Regions from separate parts of the Hordeum vulgare genome. Here region 2 is linked to region 1. A link is a contact called in public Hi-C data. All regions are on one chromosome and are shown on one strand. The core of a region is the stretch at or near the end of the contact, and the rest is flanking DNA. Distances in the headings are between cores, read along the strand shown. Region 1 holds the start of LOC123448191 (putative receptor protein kinase ZmPK1). Region 2 holds the start of LOC123448193 (probable inactive heme oxygenase 2, chloroplastic).

Region 1 (4,580 bases), core at 1,512-4,011:
GATATTCATGATCTCTGGACTCATCATCTGCAGAGATGAGCATGAGCACAACACTCTTCATACCGGGCCTTTTGTTCCTGTCTTCCTCTAAACATGAGACAGCCAACTGGGCAAATGTTTTAGCTTGCGCATGATGGAATTGGCCATCCAAGCGTTCATCCACCAGGTCTGCAACCCATCCTCCATCGCCGTGCTTGGATCTGTCGACGATCATCTTCGCCACGGTTCTGACATCAGTCTCAAGCCCGTCTTTCCCATCCACCACCCAATCCGAAACCCTCTTCCCTTTCATCAGTTCCAGGAGCAGCACGCCGTAGCTGTACACGTCCACCTTGTCGGTGATGGGGAGGCTGGAGACCCACTCGGGCGCCATGTACCCCCTTGTCCCTCGGATCCGCGACAGGCCCGAGTCGGACCCGTCTCTGTTGAGCAGCTTGGCCAGCCCGAAGTCGGTGATCTTGGGCTCCATCTCGTCGTCCAGCAGTATGTTCTCCGGCTTCATGTCGCAGTGGATGATCCACTCTAGGCACTCGTTGTGAAGATATGCCAGTCCTTTGGCCACGCCGACGGCGATGTTGAACCTCTGCTTCCACCCCAGCAGCCCGCCGGAATTTCCGGCGCTTTGGAACAGCGCATTTGCCAATGATCCGTTGTGGACGTACTCGTAGACCAGAATCCGGTGCGCGCCTTCCGAGCAGAACCCCCACATCCTCACCAAGTTCATGTGGTAGATCCTGCCGATGGCGCTCAGCTCGGCCTGGAACACCTCCTCGCTCTGGCTCACGTCCTGCAGCACCTTGACGGCCACCGTCCTGTCGTCGTCCAGGACCCCCTTGTACACGGTGCCAGAACCTCCATGCCCGATCTCGGCGCGGAACTTCCTGGTGGCCTTCTGCAGCTCTGAGTGGCTGTATGCCCGGAAATGGCTGGTGATCATCCTGTACCCTTCCTCCACGGCCAGCAGCTCCGATGGCCTCGACAGTATCCCTTTCTTGGAGAAGAGCCAGCACCCAAACGCAATGACAAACACCTCGATGACCAAGAACGCGGACAAGAATCCGTAGAAGTAGAACCATAGCGACTTGCCCTGGTTGCTGCTCCTCGCCGTGCTGGAGACGTTGAGCAGGACCTCCGGCACCGCGGCATCGCATCCGGCAATGTCCTCCTGGATGGCGAGGCCGTCGGTCTGCCATTGATGGATGTGCAGTAGCTCCGGCACACTGAAACCGGCGGGGACCTTGAGGTAGGCCGTGCCGGGCAGGCCGGGGAACGTCCTGCCGTTGAACATGAGGCTCTTGGGGTAGCACTCGCCTTTGCCCTGCTTGTACTGGAACACCACGCACGACGGCTCGCCGGTGCACTGCGCCTCGCACGCGTCCAGCGACAGGAACTCGCTGTTGTTGAGGTCGAAGCCCCAGAAGTCGGTGTGCGGCAGCGCCACGAACTTGACCTGCTCGTCGCGCCCAAGGGTCAAGTTGCTGAACGTCGGCTGGCAGCCCCTGCTCCAGTCGCTCCGGTCGGCGCGCTCGTGCCCGGGGGCACAGACGCACGCCGGTGAAGGCGTGTAGAGGCACACCGCGTTGATGCCGCACACGCCGTGGATGATGCAGGGGTTGGGGAACGCCATCCACGACACGGTCCATGCCCCACCGTCGCCGGCGTCCAAGCTGTACAGCCGGAGGTTGCCGTCGGTGTCCAGCGTCAGCCTCCTCCTGACCCCGGCATCGCCCAGATCGGCGGCATCGAACGTCGCGTTGTCGCTGGCCAAGAAATGCCCCGAGGAATCCAACTCGGCCTCGCGGCTGAAATTGTAGATCTTGCGGCTGTTCTGCCAGTAGCTGAAGTAGGGGTTGGGCCAGTAGATGCTGGACACCTCGCCGCCGTCGTCGTACACCATTGAGAGCATCGCGTAGTCGCTGAACCGGAAGCCGTAGTGCCCAGCCGCGAGGAGCCTGCTGGTGGAGACGAGACCGCTCCCCGCGGCGCCGCCGACGCGCTGGGCGGGGAGCAGGGTGTCGGTGGGGTGGTCGAAGCTCTTCCACAGGACGGTCCCCCGGGCGTCCTCCACGGCGAGGTTGCCGGTGTCGCGGAGCCGCGCCCGCGCGGCGCCGTCGTGGGCGGTGGAGTTCCACACGACCTCTCCGTCGTAGTCGGTGAGGACGAGCGCGCCGTGGCGGCGGTCGAGCGCGAGGCGGGAGCCCTGGCTGTGGACGGCGCGGCGCGCTGTGGCGCTGGCGGCGGCCGTCCAGACGACGGCGCGGTCTGCGGAGCGCGCGAACCAGACGGAGAAGGTGAAGACGGTGGGGGAGACGGCGTAGAAGCCGCAGGCGAACGCGCCGTCCGGGGAGACGAGGAGGTCGGCCGCGTGGTCCTCGACGGCGATCGAGGCGCCACGGGGCAGGCTGCTGCCCCGCTCGCGCTGCGCCCCCGCACGCCCGGTGCCCTGGAGCGCGAGGAGGGAGAGCAGAAGCAGAGTAAAGCCGCTGGCTGAGGTCATGGCCGTGCTGAGCTGAGCTTGGTCGGTGATCACTGATTAGGCCGGGACAAAAGAAATCGTTAGTGCTGGAGCTGCCTGACACTAGGGAAGGAATTGTTTGGATAGGGTAAGCATCCTGACCGAGCAAAGCTATCTAGAATCGAGGAGGGCATACAATTGCAAACTTTTTTGCCACTTGCCATTTTGTGATTGATGTGATCTCTAGCATGGATATTTTGTGATATTTTTATATAAGATTATATATTAGACTATGACATGTGCTATTTTGTCAGACTATCGTCATAATAAAGATGTTAATTGAAACACAGTAATCTCTTATTCCAGCTATTACTTGTAATTGTGTACTAGACTAGACTTTTTTGGTTATTTCGGATCTTATAACGATGTTCTTTGGTGAAAAAAATGTTGTCGTTGACTTAGTCTTTCATAGGTCTTCATATGGATAGTGTGTGAATCGTTTTTTTCGTAAAAAAAAGGCGTGTGTGTATGTATTATGTTTCAAAAAAAGTGTACGTGTATGTTGCCCAACTACAATTATTATGTACAGAGGGAATAGTAGGCAAGATATAAATTGCATGAATAAGATGGATATAATTACTTGGTTAATGCTACAATGATATTAGACATAATATTAATTAGTGAAGAGTGATAAATGTGTTTAGTGCTAAACATGGTTAACACTAAATTCTAGAGCGATGTAGAACATTAGTAGATGCGGTTGAATGGTGGTGATTTGTTAGATGTGCACAATTCACTCTTTGTACATTAGTATAGATTGATCGGGATTAAAAACAATGAGCTTACATCTTTAACTTGTTGAAGTTGTCTCCTTGTTGTTGTGATGGCCCTTGGGAGCAACTAACTAGGGGTATCCTTTAGAGGGCTCCCACAAAGATCACTCTCTTGACTTATTAGTGTGTCAAGTGATGCACCTAATAGCCACCACATGTTACATGCCAGAGCATTCTCGGGATTTATTTTTTCTGCACGTGTTTCTAGGTTCTATTTTGTTCGATCTTCCGGATTTGATTGACTTTCCTAGGATTTGACAGGAAAAAAATAAGTTTTTTAAGCGATGCTTCTCCTTTTTCTTGAAAAGGAAAAAACACAACTCGTGCTTTCACAAGAAGCACAACCGTGATTCTCGAAAAGAATAAATCGCAGCATGTGCTTCCACGAGAAGTGATGGGATGCCTACCACGGCATAGGCCCCAGTGGTTCAGCTTCATAGAAGCCCATGGCGCTTAAGCCCACATCTTAAAGATACGAAAACACCGTCCGGAATCCGAAGGGCTTTGATCACTCAGAAGGTGTCATGTCATAGATCTAGTTGGACGATATGCGTGTGAACACTCGGATGAATGATACTCACGCAAGAGAAACATAATAGCCGTGGACATAACTAAAGCATTGTTATCATGAGTGAAGGCGTAGCTTACTAGTATTTATGATGCCTGTTACTTTATTTAGTGGACATGAATAATGATCACCATGATTCCCTTGTAACGTAGGAGATGGGAAACGACACACTCTTTATAATCCATCACTACTAGAAACCCACATTTTACCTAGGTGAAATGTGAAAAACCATAGGGAAAGACTTTACCTACAGCTTGCCCTAGGTAAAGAACCCTAGGTGTAGTATAGTCGGGAAAGACCTCTTTCCCCAGGGTGCATGTGGCAAGCTCTAGGGAAAATTTCTTTACCTAGGGGCACAATCCCTAGGGAAAGATTGTGGGGTCCATCCAAATTTTGACACCCCACAAATTCCTTACAATTCTTTCCCTACCAGATGTTTGAGTAATGCCCTAGGGATAATCGTATTCATATTTTCATATAAAAATATGCAATTCAAATTTAAATTCCTATCCAATATAATTCAAATAACTAAATTCAAATCCATAATTCAAATTTATAAATTGCAACCAAAATTCATCATACACATCAGATTATCAATGAACACATACATCACACTCATGGTCAAAATATACATCGTACATAGGGGCACAAGCATTTTGTACAAAACAACATGTTACAGGCGTTGCAACTTAGAAGTTGTTCACATTCTACTAAACTACACCAA
Region 2 (4,013 bases), core at 520-3,019, 430 kb after region 1:
AACAGCGCCGAAAGCGCTGCCATGTCCTCGCGATCGCCGGGCACACCCATACCTGACATGGCCTCCCAGAGACCTTGGGCGCGCAGATTGATCCGCATTATCAGGGACCACTCGACGTAGTTCGTGGCGGTGAGCGTGGGGTAGAAGATCGTGCTGCCGTAGTTCGTGCGCTCCTGCACGACGCGCTCGCGGACGACCACCTCGTTGCCGCCCCCCTGATGACGCTGCGTCCGCGGCTTCCTGTCGTGGATGTGTCGGGGTAGCAGGGGCCGGTGCCGGTGCCCCTTGCGCCGCTGCTGGTGCGTCGTTTCCTTCCCCTCCGTTGGGAGGGATCGATGGCGTGCGCTGCCGTCCGTTCGACATGGCCCCCCCGGATCGTAGAGGCTCTGATGCCAATTGTCAGCCCGCTCCCTAAGCTCTCGCAAGATCTCTGACAGTGCGCTAGAACGAGCTCGAGAGAGAGAGGTTTTTGCAGTGAACAACTTAACTGCTTTTCTATTCTGTTGCCTTATTTGTACTCTGATTACACGGGGGTGCTAACCAACTCCCAAAGCACTAGCTACGGACTCGGACCACGATCGAGCTACGGCCGCTGCCATCCCAACGACTCTCTCCCGCGATCCTACATTATCGCCATGAACCCCTGATGCCGCGCCATCCCACGACGGGGTCAGTGGTGATCCCCTAAACTCTAGGAAAGCAAACTTATGCGCCACGCTGTGAACATGCTCACACGATCGTGGGTTTATTCTACTAAACGAAAGCTATCCTAAAACAGCGCAGGGTTTACCTGACAGTCAGTTGGGATCAAGGTCTAAGAACTAGAGGGGGTGAATAGTCGTTTGACAAATTTCTACTCCAATTTTAGGAATGGCAGTTTTTTAGGATAACACAACAGGTAGTAAACTTCCCAAACAACTTAACAAGCAAGCTATCAAGAGTATGAGCAGCAGAAAGTAACAGCTTGCAACTAATTAGGAGGTATGGTAAATAGAATGCAAACACTCGTGACAGTGAGTATGGAGTCACAGCTTAACATGATAATGAAACACTCAATTACTTAACATGCGACCAATGGGCAGTGACCACTACAAGTCCCGTTCCTGGACCGAAAATCGGACTGCAGGATCACATTGCCGCTCGGGAAAATAACACCTGCACCAATTGCTGTCTGGCTGCAGCAATTGACAAGAACCAGAACTGTAGCAAAGAATGGGGAAGAAAAATCTCACTCACAGGCGACGTCCGTAGACCCGGCGATGATCCGCTCGACGGTGTCGAAGACAAGCTTGCTATCCACAAGGTACCTCACGAACCCTTCCATGCTGGGCATCCACTCCTCCACTTCATGGTTGTCCTCCCCCTCCTCCTCCTTCACTTCGTCGTTGCCCTCCTCGTCCATCTCCTCGTTGTCCTCCACCTCCTCCTCCGATTCATCGTCTTCCTCGACTCCGTCAGCCCTATTATTTCCCTTACGAGTACTGCGCTTAGTGTTGCGGAGGCGCATGGCAACGAACCGTATCTCCTCGGCAACGCCCACCGCCTCGCCTGGGTACTGCCTCGGGTACCGCCGGGGTTGCGGAGGAGCTGGCTGCGTCTCTGCCGGGAGCGAAGAGGCGCAGCGTGTTCTGGATAGGCTAAGCTTTCTTGATGGCTGGAGAAAGCGGAAGTGATGTGGTCGCCGGAGCGGCGCCGCCGCCGAGGGGACGGCAATGGCGAGCGGCATGGTTATCCACTTGGACTTGGGCAAACAGCTTCACTATCACCACCGGCTCCTATTTTTCTCCGCTTCTTGCGAGAGATAGGGACCATCTGCCCACCACGAGCCCCATCAGCCCGACATGGTCTCATGGGCCGGCCCATTTCTTTTGCTTTTGATTATTTTCTGAAATTCAAGAAAAATATAAATAGTTATATATAACTTTCAAAACGAAAAATGTATCTGCCCGACCACAGATTTTATAGTATGTAGAAGCAACACGCAAACCAACTCATCCTGTCTTTGTTGTTGTCTAATGACTAGGAGGACTAGGCGTTGTTAGATTAATAAAACTTAATTACTTTGTTTTAAAATATAATGTGTATTTTTTTAAATGTCAAACCTTTTAAATTTGATTAAATTTTTAGATAAATATATCAAAATTCATAATATTAAATTGTTGTGATTAGATTCATCGTTAAATGAATTTATTTATTTTATTTAATATTATGGATGTCGATATTTTTGCTTTCAACTTGGTCAAAGTTGAAGAATTTGATTTTTTCAAAACTAATACCCCTTATATTTTGAAACTAATGGAATATTTTGTTTGATGTGTGGGAAGATGACACAGTGTGTTTTATTTTTATTTATAATTCGATAATTCGATGGGTCTTTCATGGTGTGATTCTATATTATATACCAACCAACCTTATATATGCGGAAAAAATTCTACGTCGACGACTGCATGAGCGTGATTGATATATTTTTTATAGTATGGTTGTTGTTGATTGATTTGAATAACTCCTGGTTTTGTCAAAATCGTAAATTAAATCCATTAGGAAGCCTAGTGTATTTTTTAAAAAAATTAACGAGTGAGTATTAAGAAATTGTTGACCCGATCAAAATTGAAGGATCCAATTTTAATTAAAGTTTTGGACACCATAATTGAATGCGTTCTCTTTAAAACTACTAGGGAGTATAGTGTTATAGAACTATATATAAAATAATAAAATGAGAGAGCTTTGAGAAATTATTGACCAGATCAAAATTGGATGTCACAATGTCAATTGGAGGCCTTAATTAAATGTAGGCTCTTCAATTCTAGACAGATTAGAGCATCTCCAACAGCCGTGCAACCGCCCCGCGCGCTAAAAATAATTTGGTGTGTGGAAATAGCGACTTTTAGCGTGCCGGAGAGCACTGGCTCCAGCGGCTGCCGCAAAAAATAGCACACGCGAGCCGCTTCAGTAGGCGCGCTAAACTACAGCGCGCTGCGAGCAGCCGTCGCTTGCAATATGTTCCTTTTTGACAATATAATGATATTTCAAACATCAAAACAAGACATATTATAGTTTAAAATCACCCAACCAAGTTCATCATGACATAAAAGTTCGAAATCATGTCACATCACATCATCATCCAACCAAGTTCAAAATCACCCAACGAAGTTCATGACATAAAAGTTCACACAAACAAATGGCACATCATCAATCATGTCGCATCCTCATCTTCGTCATCCTATTCCTCCAATTATTCTTCCTCATCTGAAGATGTTTCTTCCTCCTCCTCTTCATTGTCACACATCGCATCATCATGGGGAGCTCGGAAGGTGTTGGCAAGATCTTCAACGACATCATGCGAAGGTATGTGAGGCACACCGAAAGACATGTGTCCACCCGTGTCACTCAGAGGTGCTCCCATGCCTCCCATGAGAGACGCAAAACTCATGCCTCTCATGCCCCACATGGTAGCTCCGAAGCCACCCATTCCTCACATGCCCCACATGGTAGTTCCAAAGTCATACATGCCACCCATGAGGCGGCGGCGGCAGGGGGGTCATGGGGTAGGGAGGGGTGAGGGGGATGTTGACGCGGCCGTCCATCGGGCGAATTCGTTGGCGGCGGCGTGGGCGGGGCGAAAGCTGCGCGGTCGGAGAGGGTGCGGCGCAGGCGCTCGAGTGTGCAGCGCGCGGGAGCGAGCACACGAAATAAGCAGCGTCCGATGCCATTTCGCCCCGCGCGTTGAACCACTTATGTCGCACGGGCAGTTTTTGCGCCTCCGCCGAAGCACCCGGAGCGTCTACGCGCGTGAAAAAACACAATTTTTTCAGTGCGGTGCTTATATCGCGCGGCTGTTGGAGGTGCTGTTAGTCTTATAGTATATTGGAAAATGATATTTAACCTTCTTCGCTTGCGTATTAGCAAAAAATGTTTTTATTTTGAATTTATCTATTGCATAATTTGTTAATGTTTTCATGAACACTATGATGACTATTAATATTCATGTGGTGGAGGAAGTTTGATGTCTCCAA

Evidence for each region. A called contact is a pair of places that touch in the nucleus more often than the background predicts.
Region 2: a contact with region 1 is called in a Hi-C map of seedling, with 7 times the contacts expected there. The contact joins the promoter of LOC123448193 here to the promoter of LOC123448191 in region 1. A contact is called at or near these places in 3 of 6 Hi-C or Micro-C datasets (leaf and seedling).

The regions. Positions count from the first base shown.
Region 1 is chr4H:145,340,066-145,344,645 of MorexV3_pseudomolecules_assembly, forward strand. LOC123448191 (putative receptor protein kinase ZmPK1) reads right to left here and starts at 2,762. Exons shown (of 3, transcript XM_045125003.1): 1 at 145-2,762; 2 at 64-77. The coding sequence starts at 2,497.
Region 2 is chr4H:145,775,850-145,779,862 of MorexV3_pseudomolecules_assembly, forward strand. LOC123448193 (probable inactive heme oxygenase 2, chloroplastic) reads right to left here and starts at 1,770. Exons shown (of 4, transcript XM_045125004.1): 1 at 1,237-1,770. The coding sequence starts at 1,726.